Regions from separate parts of the Mus musculus genome. Here region 1 is linked to region 2. The links are chromatin contacts, called in public HiChIP or PLAC-seq maps. All regions are on one chromosome and are shown on one strand. The core of a region is the stretch at or near the end of the contact, and the rest is flanking DNA. Distances in the headings are between cores, read along the strand shown.

Region 1 (7,605 bases), core at 3,273-5,772, 94 kb after region 2:
AGCGCTCTGTTAACAAATATTTTGCCTCTTGTGCCTCAGGCAGTGATGAGACAGAGGTGGAGGAGAGCCAGGTTTCACCCTGGGCAGCTGCCCAGCAGAGGCCACAGGTGTATCAGCAAGTGGTACCACAGGACAAGCCAGGCAGGAGCTGGGAACAGCAGGGGACATAGAAGGCTCTCAAAGAAATGACAGCAGACCTGCCTGGAGATACACACAGTTCTCTGAGCTGAAAGAGCCCTTGGCACAAAAGGAAACCCAGGAAGATGGCTGATGGAGAGTCCACTGGGACGAAGGTCAGCAGTCTCATGTTGACCAAGGGACTTGGCCACCGACACTGAGAGGGTCAAGTGCCTCCTGGCCTTGGGGACCTTTGTACTTTAGTGTTTCCTCTGCCCAGGGTCCTTTTGTCTCAAAATTTTGCCTTGTTTGTTTCCCTGGTTTCATCTCCTGGCAAAACTTCCCCTGGCCACACAGAGACGTCTCCTGTCATCTTTCACTGGTTACTGTAACAAATTACCTCAAACATGGTAGCCTAAAAGGTTGCAACTGTATCCTATAACTCTGGAGGTCAAATGGCAGAAATGAGCCTCCCCAGGCTAAGTTCCAGGCTCTCCCTTCTGAGTATTTCAAGGGACTTTCAAGCATTCTGTTTTTCTCTTTTCTCCTCACTCCCTCCCAACACCTGCTTTTGCTGTAGTTGCTAAGACGGGGTTGAGTCCCTCACATTGCACGGTCCTAGAGGCTTCAAGCATGCCTGTCAGACTCAGCATGGAGGCAGGGATGTGGGGGAGGGGGGGTGGCTTGGATATGAGAGGTCCCCTGCAGGCGTCCATGCTGAATACCTCATTCCCAGCCATGGTGCTATTTAAGGGGGTTCTGAAAACCTGAGGGTCCGAGACGTAGTTAAAGGAAGGTCACTGGGGATGTGCCTTTGAGGGTTATATCTGTCCCTAGTCCCTTCCATCTTTTCTCCCCGCCCCCCCCCCCCCCCGCCTACTATGACCTGAACAGTGCCACCTCCCCACACTGATATCCTGCCCAAGCACAAAGGGCCAGGTGGTCACATCTCTGAAACAGCAAAGTCAGCCGGTCCTTCCTCCCTCAAGTATGGTGGTCACAGTCATACAAAGAAAACTAATCAGAGAAATGTCACAGTGTATAAGAAGGCTTGTTGCACAAGCCTGCAGACCCAGGTTCAAATCCCCAGAACTGATCTAAGAACCTGGAGTGGCCATGCACCCAGTGCTGGGGGGTCAGGGGTCAGGGGCTTGCTGGAGCTTGCTGACCACCAGCCTCAGCTCTAGGTTCAGTGTGAGACCCTGTGACCAGGGAATAAAGCGAAGCAGATAAAGCAGGAGACTCAGCATCCTCCTTGGTCCTGGAAGCCATCATCTGGCAGGTGACAGAGCTGATACACACATCCCCAAATGCAGTCATGACTCTGGAAAAAATTCTGTTCTGATGGCAGGTGGAATAAGTCTCCATGACCTTGGCCAGACCATCCCAATAAGTACGATACACATTTGCCCATTCTCCCACCATCCCTAAGATGGACACGTAGCACGGAGTCACCCGCACCTGGCTGCATGGAGGCCTTGACCTTACTACCTGGGTATCTTCTCACTCCCCATGTGATCTTGGCCAAGTCCCTTGTCCCTTGAGTGTAGAGACTCCCTAGGCCCCATGGGGCAAAGAGTTGCACACCCAGGAGGTGCTCACAGTACAACACACACACACACACACACACACACACACACACACGCTGCACAGAGCGAGCCAGGTGACCACCACATCCTGGTCACCCACCTGGTGTAGGTTGAGTACTGGGATGACACGTGTGCCAAGCACCTTAGATTTTTCACGCCAGTGCCAGGATCTGATGCCAGGTCCTTGGGGTTGCAGAGGAGCCTCTTACCCACTGAGCCATCTCCTCAGTGCCTGTGTGAGTTACTTTCACACCGCTGTTATCATGGCACCTGAGGGAGTGACATGTTATCATGGCACCTGAGGGAGTGACATGTTATCATGGCACCTGAGGGAGTGACATAAAGGAGGCTTAAGATGTGAGGATCCCTAGTGTGTCCGCGGCTCACTCTGCTCTCTGTGGTGCCTGCCATGAAGCAGAGCACCCACAGCCAGTGACAGAATGCAGCGGACGTGACTTCTGGGTCCCATGCTGTGTCAGGCCAGGTCAGGACTATGTGAGCCATCAACTCCAGTTTCCAGGCAGCCGGAGATGATTAAAATGTAAAGAGGCCAGAACTAGACTGAGGCCCTCAGAGCTGGGAGTTGTAGGACAGAGATGGGCTGACAGGGCTACCTCAGAGTTCCCTTCTTGATTTCCCCCCGTGACTGAGAACCCCTTGTTTTCAGGGGAACTCCACTAACCAGTTTCCTCTGCAGTCTCTTGTAATTTATATTTCAGCCAATGGAATCTGAGAAAGAACGCCATAGGGTCATTCTAAAAACCTCATGAAACGCTGGCATTTGCTCCAATCCTTCTTTATCCTACTTTCTTCAAACCTGCTTCCTCGAGCGTTAACGTAACAGTGACAGCCCTAGCTGTCACTTTGGACCACAAGAAGATCAAGATCCACACAGGAGATGGCAGAGCTGTGAGCCGGAAAGAGCCTGAGTGACTGCAGGTTCTGAAGGGACCCACTGCCATGTAGCTTTGGACTACATGCACAGAAATGCTCTTCTGCTTATAGCACCATGGCGTGGGGGGTTCTCTGGAACTCAGCTAAACCTGACTGAGACTGATCCCGAATGTCCTGGGGATCTGTCTGAGACCAAAGCCTATGTTCTTGAACCTCGTGTCAGCCAGTGACAAAAGAATGTGTTCTCTGTGAGAGTACCGTGTGTCAGCTGGAGCTTCTGGGGTAGCTCTGGCTGGGGGGGGGGGGGACTGGGGGTAGTAGGGGGCACAGGAGTCAAAGAGAAAGGCAGGCCAGCAGACCCCTTGCTGCCGCTGCTTTCCTTGAGGGTCTGGCTTTACCAGTCTTGAAAGAACCTGGTAAAGTCTCCTTGACAAGGAAGCTCTCTGTTATGGGAGTTAGTGAGCGAGAGATTTCAAAGGTCAGCTTACTTATGACATCATCCACCACAGAACCCATGTGGCCACCCTTGTCTAGTCTGGACCAAGGCGTACAAGGATGCAGGACATTCTGAGGGGCCATGCAGCCATGAGCCACAGTCCCCAAACGGAAGAGCCAGTCATGCAGAAATGAGGCCTTTAATGTCAGGGATGTGGCACCCCCTCCCCCATATAACTTGTGATGATCCCAAGTGCTTACTTTCTTTGGTGATGATAGTTCCTTGAGATAGGGACTCTCTATGTAGCCCTTAGCTGTCCTGGAACTCATGCCCTAGACGGGGCTGCCCTTGAACTCAGAGATCCTCCTACCTGTGCCTCTCCAGTGCTGGCATTGAAGGTATATGTGTGCCACCACACCCAGCTTCCTTATAAAGAAGTCTTGTAGTAGGATGGGTGTGAGGCAGGAGCCTGCAGCAGGTGAGCAGCCCTGTTTACAGACCAGTGACTCAATGCCCACCCAAGCCCCGAGCTCCTGCCTGCAAGCCTTGGGAGGCAGACTAGGGTACCTGAGTACCTCCCTGCCCTGGGCTTCCCAGTCCTGTAACTCCTTCCTCCCTGGCTCCTTCCTCTCTCCCTTGGGCTGCCCTTCTGAACTGGGAGAGGAAGGGGGCACCTGTTGCCCACATCTAGCCACTGGTGACTGGAGTCGACGCATGGAGCAATTGTGGCAGGCCCAAGAGAGTGACAGCTCAGCTCTGTGGGATGTGGGGAAGGCTGGTGAGGTGAGGGGGCGGTGCTTTCATATGCTTAGCAGGAACAATATTCCTTGCTTTCAGTTATCCATGTGGAAAGGGGGGTGGGGATAAAAAAACCCACTCCTGATTGGTCATAACATGGTCACAGGACCCTTCCCCATTGTACCCCAGGAACGGTGGCCATGACTCTGGCTGCAGAAATAACCCCCTTCTCTGTTGTGATCTTAGGAGAGCATAGCACAGGGACAGCTCGCCTTGGGGACCCTGTTAGATATGCTTGTCTCGGCCCCACCCAGATCTCCAGCCTGAGTCACTGGTGAGGGTCAGCCAGCTGCAGTCTAAGTGTCCAGAATGGGGCAGGGTTCCACCTCCCACTAGTGGGGAGTTCATTTGTGCCTGGCAAGGTATTAAACGGTACTGGGACCTCTGCTCCACCCCTACCTCCCGAAAAAAAAAATAGCACCCGTTCAGTCTTGAAACCCCAAACCTCCCCAGCGGATACCAAGTCTTCCTTAGAGATTGGCTCTGCCTGAGGTAAGCACTGGCCTAAAGTCTGAGGACTTCGCTGAAGAGTCTACAGACAGGGGCCCTCCCTGCGAACTCAAAGATCCCCACGGGGAGGGAAGCCCCGCAGGGAACTGGGAGAACACTGGCTTGTCGCAGGGCACTCTTTGTTGACTAGCAAAGAGCGCAGGAAAGCACCTGGCTACCAAGAGGGGAGGAGTCAGGACCGGAGCTCCAAGGGGAGGAGTCAGGACCTGAGCCCAGATCTCAAGTCCTTCCGACTCACCACACCCCTTCCTGCTGGGACTCGGGATCGCCAAGTCCCAGATCCACCCCACCCCACCCCACCCCACCTCCTTTCCTCGTTTTTCTAGGCTGCTACCCTGAAATGCCTCTTGTCCAGGAGCTGAGCACAGTGGCTACTTCCTCCAGCCTGACTATCCTTGGGCCCCTTCATGTCTTAGGTAGTCAGAAAATGCTCGCCCCGTGACCCAAGCCAGTGGAGGAGGGGCTGAGAAGCCCGTGCTATGGCGACTGCTCCTTTGGATTTGATTCGCGGGTTTTCACATCCTCTCAGGCTAAGAGGTCAGGGCTTTTTGGTTTGGTTTGTTTTTTTGTTTTTTAATTGCCTGAGGGCAGAATAAAAAGTATTCTAGGCCAGAAACCTATCCCCCAAAGGTGGTGAATGGAAACCCCAATTTTAAAATTCATTTCAGGGCTGGGCTAGAAGACTAGGTGCAGGTACTTGGCACCCTGTGTGAGATCCTACCACACACACGGTGGAGAGGGAGAACAAATTTCTGCAAGTTGACCTCTGACCTCCCCCGCCCACCCCTGTGCCTCATGACATGTGCATATCGCCCCATACCCCTGCCACTTACGTAAAATCATTAAAATTGAATTAACATCTACCCCAAATGTTGCCCAAGAGCCTGGGCCACCACTTTTCTCAGAACCTACCCTGAGAAAATACTACTCATGACAAATTGCCCTTTAGGACGAGCCTCACCTGGGGCAGCTCTGTCTAGGAAAAGGCTTCTGTGTCCCCAGGAAAGGTACAAGGAAGCCAAAGCCCACTGCTCACAGGGCCTGGTGTGCCCACTCCACGGGTGCTCCTGGGCAAACCCTGGGCCAGCTCAGAGCAGCCAGTCCCCAACAGGCAGGTAAGAACAGAGAGCAGCCAGGCAAGTGACAAGGTTACTGCCAAAAACAGAGAGCTTTCTCTCTCACCAGAGGCCAGGAGGGACAGCCCAACATGTGTAGGAAGACACTGGGCAAGGCCAATCTTAGACAGTGAGGCAATGGGCACCTGTGAGGGGTAATGAGAGCCAGGCCTGTGATGGAAAAGGAACAGAAGAAGACAAGGCTGGTGGCCCAGCAAAGAGGCCACGTGGTCTGATAGCCACGTACAAACAAGAGTGGTTGTATATAGATGTACAGATGAACAGTATATAAATATACTATCTCCTCTGCAGGCTGTGCACCCTACCCACCAAGTTCTGTCCAAAGCTGGTTCAGCGCTCCGGCACATCCAGGAGGAGAACCCTCTGGAGAACCCTTCAGACAACCTTTTAACTCTTCAACCTTGTGTTCAAGCCCTGAGTCCACTGGAAGACCCACAGACAGGTGGAGGGTATCTATGGCCACCAAGGTGAAAGTCTAGCATTCGCAACCCGTTTGCATAACCACAAAGATTTCCCTGTGGCAGCTGCGTAGTCAAATCCAGACCTACACACAGACACACACAAACCCTGCCTCCAGGTCAGATCGGCTGACAGCATCTCCCTGATTTTGCCAGCTGGACCACACTGATGGAGGGGTGTGGCTCATTTGACTCAAGGGCACATTATCTCCTGTAGCTTTGGCTAAAGAAATTGCATGGCTTTGGGAAGGATGCCAAACATACATGCTGGGGCTAGGGAGATGGCTCAGTCAGTAAAGTGCTCCTGCAGAGGGTATGAGGGCCTAAACCGTAGAACCCACGTAAAGAGCAAGGTGTAGACGTCTATACTGTAATCTGAGTGCTAGGAGACAGAGACAGGCGGATCTCTGGAGCTTTCTGGCCAGTTAGTGTGCCCAGTCAGACTCTGCCTCAAGAAATAAGGTAGAAGAGTAACTGAGGAGGACACCAGCATCAACATCACACACATGCACGTGCACATACATATACACACATGCACAAATACACACATACACACACACACATATACACACATACATGCACACACCACACACACACATACCATATACACACTCAAATATATACACATACATGCACACACATACACACATAATATACACATATACACAAACATACACATATACATACACATCATACACACACACATGTACACACAAATATACACACACCACATACACACACATAAATGCACACATATACATACATACACACATATACATACATAAACACACATATACACCTAAATATGTACATACATATGCACCATGCACACAGAGATATGCTTTGTGTCAGGAGGGTGACAAATGTCGGCCAGAGAGTGCTGAGCAGGGTGAAGCTATGGCGAGCTGTGGCCGAGTGTAGACACCCCGTGCGTATCTTTTCACAGGTCAAGCTGGAGGAAGGGAAGCACCCACTAATTTTATAGATGTGTCCAAACTCCATCAAGGGTGACAGCTGAGACCAGAGCAGGAAACTGTCTCTCCTCTGGTGGCATTAGAGGTCAGGCTGGACAGCCCCAGGGAAAATCAGGAGAGTTATTCAGGAGGGTCTTTGGACACTACACCTCAGTGAGGAGGAAGAGACAGGAGCACCATGGCCAGGGAATGGAAGAACTGAAGTGATTTCTGCAGTCACAGCTGGCTCTCCGCACTAGAGATGCTGGGACAAGAAACCACACCTGTATCAAACACAGGCAGCTCTCCGATGTCCCTTCCTACACAGCATCAGCCATCAGCCATTCCCAGGAACTAGTGTGATGGCTCGTAGTGTCAGCTTGACGGGATGTGGGATCCAGGAGAGGAGCATGCCTGTGAGCGTGCCTGTGAGCGGCGTCTGGACTGGGTTAAGGTGGAGGACCAACCCTGAACATGGGCAAAACCACTCCATGGGCTTTAGTCTTGGCCTGATTGAAAGGAAGACAGTGGCCATCTGTCTCTGCTTCCTCGCCATGATGTCATGTGATCAGCTGCCTCACGTTCCCGCCACCATTGCTTCCCTGCCGTGACGAACTGTACCCTCAAACCATGTGCAAAGCAAACCCTTCCTTCCTCATGTTCATTTTGTCACAGCAGAGAGCAAAGAACACAGGCAGGCAAGCTAAGCGCTCC
Region 2 (7,583 bases), core at 2,047-4,546:
CAAAGTACACAGAAACCTTCGCAGCCCCCTCCTCTGCCTCCATTAGGACATAATAAGCCTGCTGATCCACTGAACAAACTCAGTGATAAGAATCCCTGGTTGCCATACTGTGATAAGAACCAAGATTCTAAAAATCAGTAACTCCTGGACTTGGAGAAGATTCTAGTCTTTTATTGACACTGAAGAACTATTTGTAGAAAATTAAGAATCAGGAAGGAACCTGAGCCTAGTGTTTTGATGAACAAACAACCTGACCACTTTGAGGTATATGCCAAAAGAAGGGACAACAGTGGGGTCTCAAAGGGTCCCATGAGTATCTATCCTCACAGCAACTATTCAAAAATCAAAAGATGGAAGCTGCTATCCACAGATGGCTGGAAAATCAGAACAAGGCATACACAGGTGCTCCTCCATCACTGGGGGCCCTAGACAGCCACTTCTAAGTTGAACACAGAACTGAGGAACATGTATACTTAGCTTGTCAAACTTTCTGGCTGAACAACGAAGCAGGATGTAAGGCATCCCAGGCTACACCTCATGATCACATAGCTGACTGGGGCAGGAAAGAGAAGCGAAACTTCAAAATTAAAAGAAAGGCCTACTATAACTGTACTTTTCCTACATCTTAAGGCTAAAAGCTGTTGCTATAAGCTAGGGACCATACAAGAGTTTCAGTCTTTCAAAGTGAGGAGACAGATGCACTTGGCATGAAGACAGAGGTGTATGCTAGGTGTCAGGGCACCAGCACCAAAGGACAAATCCTTCATGTCCATGCTTACAAGAGGTTCCTAGCACGGCCAAACTCAAAGACAAGGAAAACGAGGAAACTGTGGGGGTCGCTTGGGAATGAAGGGCGGAATGTGGCTCAGTGTTGAGTGGTCAAAGTGTCCCAGTGAGGGAGAAGTCTGGAGAAGGGCAGTGGTGAGACCTGCAAACCTGAAAGCAGCTGCACTGTACACTTCATGGCCGAAGCATCAATCCTGAGTATGCTGTCACATGTTAAAACAACTGTACACATTGAGACAAGCAGAAGTCACCTGACTCTCTCAGTGGGACAGTGCTTCTCCACTCACGCCACTGTACTGACTGAGGACGGATCCCACGTTGGGCTGTCTGCCTAAATCCACTTGGACAGCACACCCTGAGGAGCAGGCAGGCAGGCTCTGAAAGCAGAGCATGATCCAGTCAAGGCTCAGGCAGCCTCACACGCTGAAGAAATCATCAGAGTCACACTTCCCTCGTGTGTACAACCAGGAAGGAGGATGCTGCATGAACGCACTGAGAATTCATTCAGTGAGACTCTGAGAAAAGAGCCTGACACGTCTTGGTACAGACTGATGAGATTTAGCAAATGTCCTCCTTCCCTGCCACGGATAAGCGGTGTAGGCTGCAGAGAGGCAATCCTTAGAGAGCACACCCACCTGCTCAAATGACATCCCCATCTCACGGCATCAGACTGGTCAGAGAGTCAGATGTGGCAATGCTGTGACACAATGCTACACACGTTATCCTCCCTAGAAAGCAGAGCTACACCTAGACGCACTCATACATAACACCACGAAACCACTCTCTGATCAGGACCAAGAGAGTCAGGCCTGGTGGTGCATGCCTGTAATTCCGGTACCCCAGAGGCTGAGAGAGAAACTTCCTAAAAGTTTCTTTCAAGAAAGACAGAAATGAACTACACCAAAAATACCTTCTAAAACCAAAACAAGAAAGTTCAACAACAGACAAACAGCCTAGCTATACAACTCCTGCCCAGAAACACTGCCATAATGCAGTGCTCAGTGTGGGACAGGAAGACAACTACATTATTAATGCAGTTGCAAGGTCTTTTATCACCCAGTTAAAGCCAACCGAGTCATCTTTTGGAGCCACGTGTAAATTCACAAACTTAGGCTACTACATTGATCACTAAAAGCAGCCCTTGGTGCTGACAGTTCTATAAAATACACTCCAGTCATGATATTGTGCACTGTTTATATTACACACTGCATGTTTCACAGGTAGCCTGAAAAGTGAAACAGATTATTCCAGAACTCAGTCCCCAAAGATATCAAAAAGATATTTCCAAAAACACCCAAACTACTGCTTGCTACAAGCCTCACCCAGTATTCACCTTTCGGTTACATTTCAGGTCCTTGGTTACCATGAAAATTTTTGCCTAGAAAACTTAAAATGTTTATACCAATGAATTTCCAACTCAGCGATCCTACTTTACAACAGGTTTGAAAAACATATCTCAAGTTGCTTAACTCTTGAACTGCATCCTTTCCTACTGACTTACAGTGAGGTTCCTCAGAAAACTAACAATCAAAGATTCAGAAACTCAGGAGCGAACTCCCAAGTAAGTCTCTTTCACCCGATGACGTCTTTCAACACTTGATCACCATAATACTTAGGGCATCATATATCGGTAACTAACCCTTTAATCACAAGTCTACTCATAAAAGCAAGGACTATTACAGATCATAGACTCCCAGTCATCCATTTGGGCAAGTCTTCAGGACACTGGCTCTGTCCTGAAGGCAAAGTCACAAGGGCAGCTCATCTCTGCTAGGCAATCCACACCAATTTGGTGTGCTGGCTGGAGATGCACACAGATTTGGCTGAACGAAAGCCCCTTAAGCAAAGACCCTTCTTCGCAAGGTCCAGACGACCTAAAAGGGGAGGGGCACAAAACATGGCCTGGGCCACCCACCCCCTAGGGCCAGCCTTGGTCACCTGCCAATAAACACACAACAGTCCTTCCCAGGGCTCCAGCCCGCACCTCGCTGAGGCCTTGTCCCCCTCCAGATCCTCGGAGGCATCCAGGGGTCCCGCGCCATTTGGCAGGCCCGGGTCGCTCCCGAGACGCCGGCCCGCGTGGATACCTCCTGTCTTCTCCCGGGCTTCGAACGCGGAACGGGACCTGTCAAAGGCCGCTCCTCCTAAGGCGGGGGTGCGGAGAGGCCCGCGTGGACAGTTCTCTGCCCGGGCTCGGCGTCGCGGCCTGCTCCCGGCGCCCGCGCGGGCCTCGCGCAAGAGGCGGGCCGGGCATCGCCGTCCCCCGGGCCCGGACACAAAGCGGCCCAGCAGGGAGCCCGCCTCACCTGCAGCACTGGGCGCCGCGGGCCTTCCAGAACCATCGGACCCCGCTCCGGCGCGCGCGTCACAGCCCAGGCCTCCCGGTGCCGCCCGGCGCCGCCGCCGCCGCCGCCATTTCCTGCCGCTCGCCGTCGTCTCGTTCCCGCTGTCAGGTTACTCCATTCACCTGGGCCCGGAGCCGCCCGCGCCGCACCGCGCCGCGCCCCGACCCCTCCCGCCCGCGCCTGCGGAGACTGCGCAGCGCCCTGCTCGCCCGCAGCCCGCGCTCGGCCCGCGGCGACGGCGCACAGCGGCTTGGAGAATCCCACCGGCGTCGCGCCGCCGCTCCGCGCCCCCTCGCTCGCTCGCCCCGCGGCCGCATGAAAGCCGTCCTGTGATTGGACGGAGCGCGGAGGTGAAAGGTTAACCCCGGCCCCCCAGCCACTCAGAAGCCGGGAGACAGCAGACTCGGGCCGAGGCCGCGTCGGAGGCCCAATGCGAAGACCGAGCTCTGCAACGCAGTCAGCCAGCCTGCCGGCCGGCCGGAATCCTGAACGCGCCGCTGGGGCTACGCAGTCCCAGCTCCCGGCTCCTTTCCCTTCCTGATGATGGCACACATCGCCCCCATCCGCAAGCCCCGCTGCACCGCTCTTTTGGTCCAAAGAACTGATCTCTTTGGGCAGCCCTCAAAACCAACTTGAATAACCAGAAAATGCCCGCGGCGTGCAAACTTGGTTTTATAAGGCTGAGCTTTCTGCTGCGTCTTCTTGCTGAGATCAGAGGAGTAAAGAGACCGACTTAAAGAAAACCATCTTAGTGTAGGACCCTCCCCCACCTCCGTGTAGGCATCTTGGAAAAAGACTCCGGAATAGACTGGTACTCCAGGTGAGGGATGGACGCTTCTAGCCCCGGGCTTCTCTCAGCCACTGGAAGCGCTTACCTGTCCGTCTGAACTATGTCCAACAGTCCCACGTAGTGGTTGTTACCTCTCCAAATTAAGGCTAATCTTTAATAAGTGCAAGTGATTTGTTTATTTGAATAAATACTAGTGTCATTTGTTTCAATTTTTTTATTACTGTTATTTCGAAAGTAGGTCTCACTATGTAGACCAGGCTGTCCTCAAACTCCGCCTGCCTCTGCCTCTCAATTTTTGGGTTTAAACGTGTGTGCCACGCCGGGCGTGGTGGGGCACGCCTTTAATCCCAACACTTGGGAGGTAGAGGCAGGCGGATTTCTGGGTCCGAGACCAGCTTGGTCTACAGAGTGAATTCCAGGACAGCCAGGGCTATTACACAGAGAAACCCTGTCTCGGGAAAAAAAAAAGATATTTTTTTAAAGACTAACTCCTTGTCCATTAGCAGATGTTTCTGATTTCTTTACCTTTAACTTGGAGGCAATATGGTCCATTTGTTTTGTTTTGTTTTGTTTTGTTTTGTTTTTCGACACAATGTTTCTCTGTATAGCTCTGGCTGTCCTGGAACTTGCTCTGTACACCAAATTGGCCTTGAACTCATAAAGATCCAACTGCCTCTGCCTCCCAAGCACTGGGATTAAAGGCGTGCACCACATCCTCGGCTGTCTTTCAAAAAAAAAAATGGATTTGGACTATCCCAGCATGAGGAGGAGGAGGTTACCATAGCAAAATCACAGATCAAGGCCAGCCTGAGCTACATGCCAAAGCCCTGGCACATACATATATGATATATATACTATATTTGTATCATGTATATGATGTATGTATTATATATGATATCTATCATATATATGTATCATGCTAGATATTATGTATAATGTATATGTACCATCCAATGTATAATATAATTAATATGTACTATATAATGTATATGGTATATGTGATATATACCATATCATACATATATGTGATATATATGCATGTATATATGATATATATCCATATCCACAAAAGCTCACGTTTACATATGCAGTTGGACAGTGTCCTGCTCTCAAGAACATTAACTAACAGAAACACAGCTGCAGAAGAGACTCCTCCCACATGATTCACTCAACCCACACGAGTTGCCCCTGGAAAGACCCTCCCTCACCAACCAATAACACATCAAAATGCACCAATTTCTTCCCCACAATTCAGTCTTCCAGTCCTAATATATATTTATCCCTACCCCCCCCTTGGGACTAATCTTTCAGAAATATGAATTCAGGACTACTGGTCAGTGACCTCGGAGTCCAGCGCATGCTCACAAGTGCTTTATCCTGCTCAGTCAGGGCGGGGGGGGGGGGGTGGTTAGAGTTGACTCAATAATCTTTGATCTTTCAGAATTCTGGATTTTTCCACTTGAGATGTATTATTCAGGATTATGATAAGCAGCAATGAAAGATAAACAGTCCAAAGTTAAAAAAAAAAAAGAAAGTCTCTTCTACACCTGCGCTTGTGCCCCAACAGCAAACCATTGTTTCTTGTTCGTTCTTCAAACTTGCCTTCACAAGCAAGCCAAGATACTTATTCTCTATCTTCTTCATTTACAAAAGCCACGGGCAGCATGACGTGTACAGTTGCGGCATCTTGCTTTTAATACAATACACACACATAGAGAACAGATGTCTACAGCATGTGGAGGAGCCCCCAGGCTTGCCAAGAGTCACCAGCTCTCTGTTGCACATGTGCAGGCTGAGACTATTTCGTATTCAGCGTTGGTACACTAAGAATTGATCCAGTGTATAGGGTGAGGCATGACCCCCAGTGATTCCCCACCCCCATCCCCGACACTTACACAATTGTCCATGTTCCAGCCCTTGTGGACTCTCTGGGTTCGGAACGTCTCCATCCCAGTGGTCTATCTGTTCATGCTCCACTTGCTGGTTTGTTCTTGATCTGGGGATCTAAACTCGTAGAAGAACTAGAGTCCTCATTTTGTTTGGAATCTCAGAGCTGATGTTTCAAGCCACATTAAGCAGTGGCACAATGCACCGTGCAGTGCATTTTCTGTGAGCTAACTTTGATTTTTCCATCAGATATTCAGGACTCCACACTGATCCAAAAATAATAACTGAGGAGGAGAGAGAGCTCTTCCTTACCGCAGAATAAGTTTACAAGGAGTTGTGTCAGAGCAATGATCTATTTGGCAATTATGTTTACTAAATCTGATGGATAAACATTGAACGAGGAATGAGAGATCTTAACTCAGGTTCAAAGCATCTCTCTACGAATTCTTTGAAAAATGATAACTTTACAAGAGAGTGATCCAGCAGATGCTATCTCACCCAGATGAAGTCAGCTGTCATGGGAGGAGATAACAGACACATCCCACTAGAGTCACAGCCTCAGTCTTGTCAAGTTTTCTAAGTTTCAAGTTGGAAGTGTAGCTATGGTAGGGGTTCATAAGGAAATGTTCCTTCAGGCTGGAGAGATGGCTCAGCAGTTAAGAGCACTGACCTCTTCCAGAGGTCCTAAGTTCAAATCCATTCTTGGTCAATGGCATAGCTTCAGGATGTCTTGATGGCAGCAGTTCCACTATAGGGTAGAGGCCCTCACCAGCAAGGAGGAACAGAGGCTGGCCCACTGCTGCCGACTCCAGGGGAAGATCACCACCACTTATCTGTCCTTCCAGGAAATACCATCACAGACCTGCCCAATGGTTAGATAATTTAAGGACCAAGTGACAGGATTAACCATCACAATACCTAATAGGCCAAAAAAAAAAAAAAAAAAAAAAAAAGCCTACGTACAAAAACCAACTGAACGTATCATAGACAAAATATAAAACCATTTCTAACTAAGATGGTAAGGCAAAATAGTTAGACTTGGATTAGATACCTCACAATTTAAAACTTCCATTATCTGTAAAAAGACACTGTTAAGAAAATCAAAAGAAAAGCCACACATTTGAAAAGGGTGTTCTCCAAATGCCTATCTAAAAATGGCTAGTCTCTGTAAATTATATTTTTATGATTTTAAAAGCTTAGCAATAAACAACCCAGGTACAGAATGTGAGCAGATGAACAGTAAATGAATGTAGGCAGCGAATAAACACAAAGTTGCTCAAACGGCTGGAGAGGTGCCTCAGTGGGTAAAGCATTGACTGCTCGTGTAGAGGACCTGGGTTCGATTCCCAGCATCCATGTGGTGGCTGCAAGCCATACATAACTACAGGTCCAGGGATTTGACAACTTTTTTTTTTCTTTTGCCTCTGAGGAAACCAGGCACACACAGACCATGCACACAGGCAAAACACTCAAACGCTTAAAAATATTAATAACTGTATTGAAGCTGCTGAGTTGGCAGGAGGCTTTCGAAACCACAAAGCCCATCAGGAGAAACTACAAATGCGGGCTTCCCAGTCTAAGTGGAGTCGAAGGGCTTGATGAAAAAGGGTATTTCTGTTGTCATAGCAACAAAACCCCACTTTAGGAGGCATTTACTGGATCGATATACTCTTGCTACCTTCCGAAGGGAAAGTGTGGATTTTGTTTTTGTTTTAAGGCAAGCGGGGTGATTATTAACTAGATATGATGGCTAAGTCACTTCTCCAAGTCCATTC

The links. HiChIP or PLAC-seq counts read pairs in DNA pulled down with a chosen protein or histone mark.
Region 1: an H3K4me3 HiChIP or PLAC-seq map of embryonic stem cells shows a contact between it and region 2, with 18 read pairs. The contact joins the enhancer-like site here to the promoter of Dicer1 in region 2. A contact is called at or near these places in 1 of 39 promoter capture datasets (cranial neural crest), 6 of 484 Hi-C or Micro-C datasets (cerebral cortex, cortical neurons, forebrain and 3 more), 6 of 115 datasets of contacts at active chromatin or transcription factors (the 230-238 cell line, embryonic stem cells, intestinal crypt epithelium and 2 more) and 3 of 9 other capture datasets (adipose tissue, liver and pancreatic islet).

The regions. Positions count from the first base shown.
Region 1 is chr12:104,841,384-104,848,988 of GRCm38.p6, forward strand. The region is part of intron 1 of Clmn (calmin); the gene reads right to left. Among named protein-coding and RNA genes, the nearest start is that of Clmn, 20 kb to the right of the region's middle. Within about 2 kb of position 4,523, at least 123 of the 459 cell types and tissues checked have an H3K27ac peak or open chromatin away from gene starts, as enhancers often do. A contact at or near this core is called in adipose tissue, cerebral cortex, embryonic stem cells and 6 more, where this site is marked.
Region 2 is chr12:104,748,656-104,756,238 of GRCm38.p6, forward strand. Dicer1 (dicer 1, ribonuclease type III) reads right to left here and starts at 3,297. Exons shown (of 27, transcript NM_148948.2): 1 at 3,093-3,297.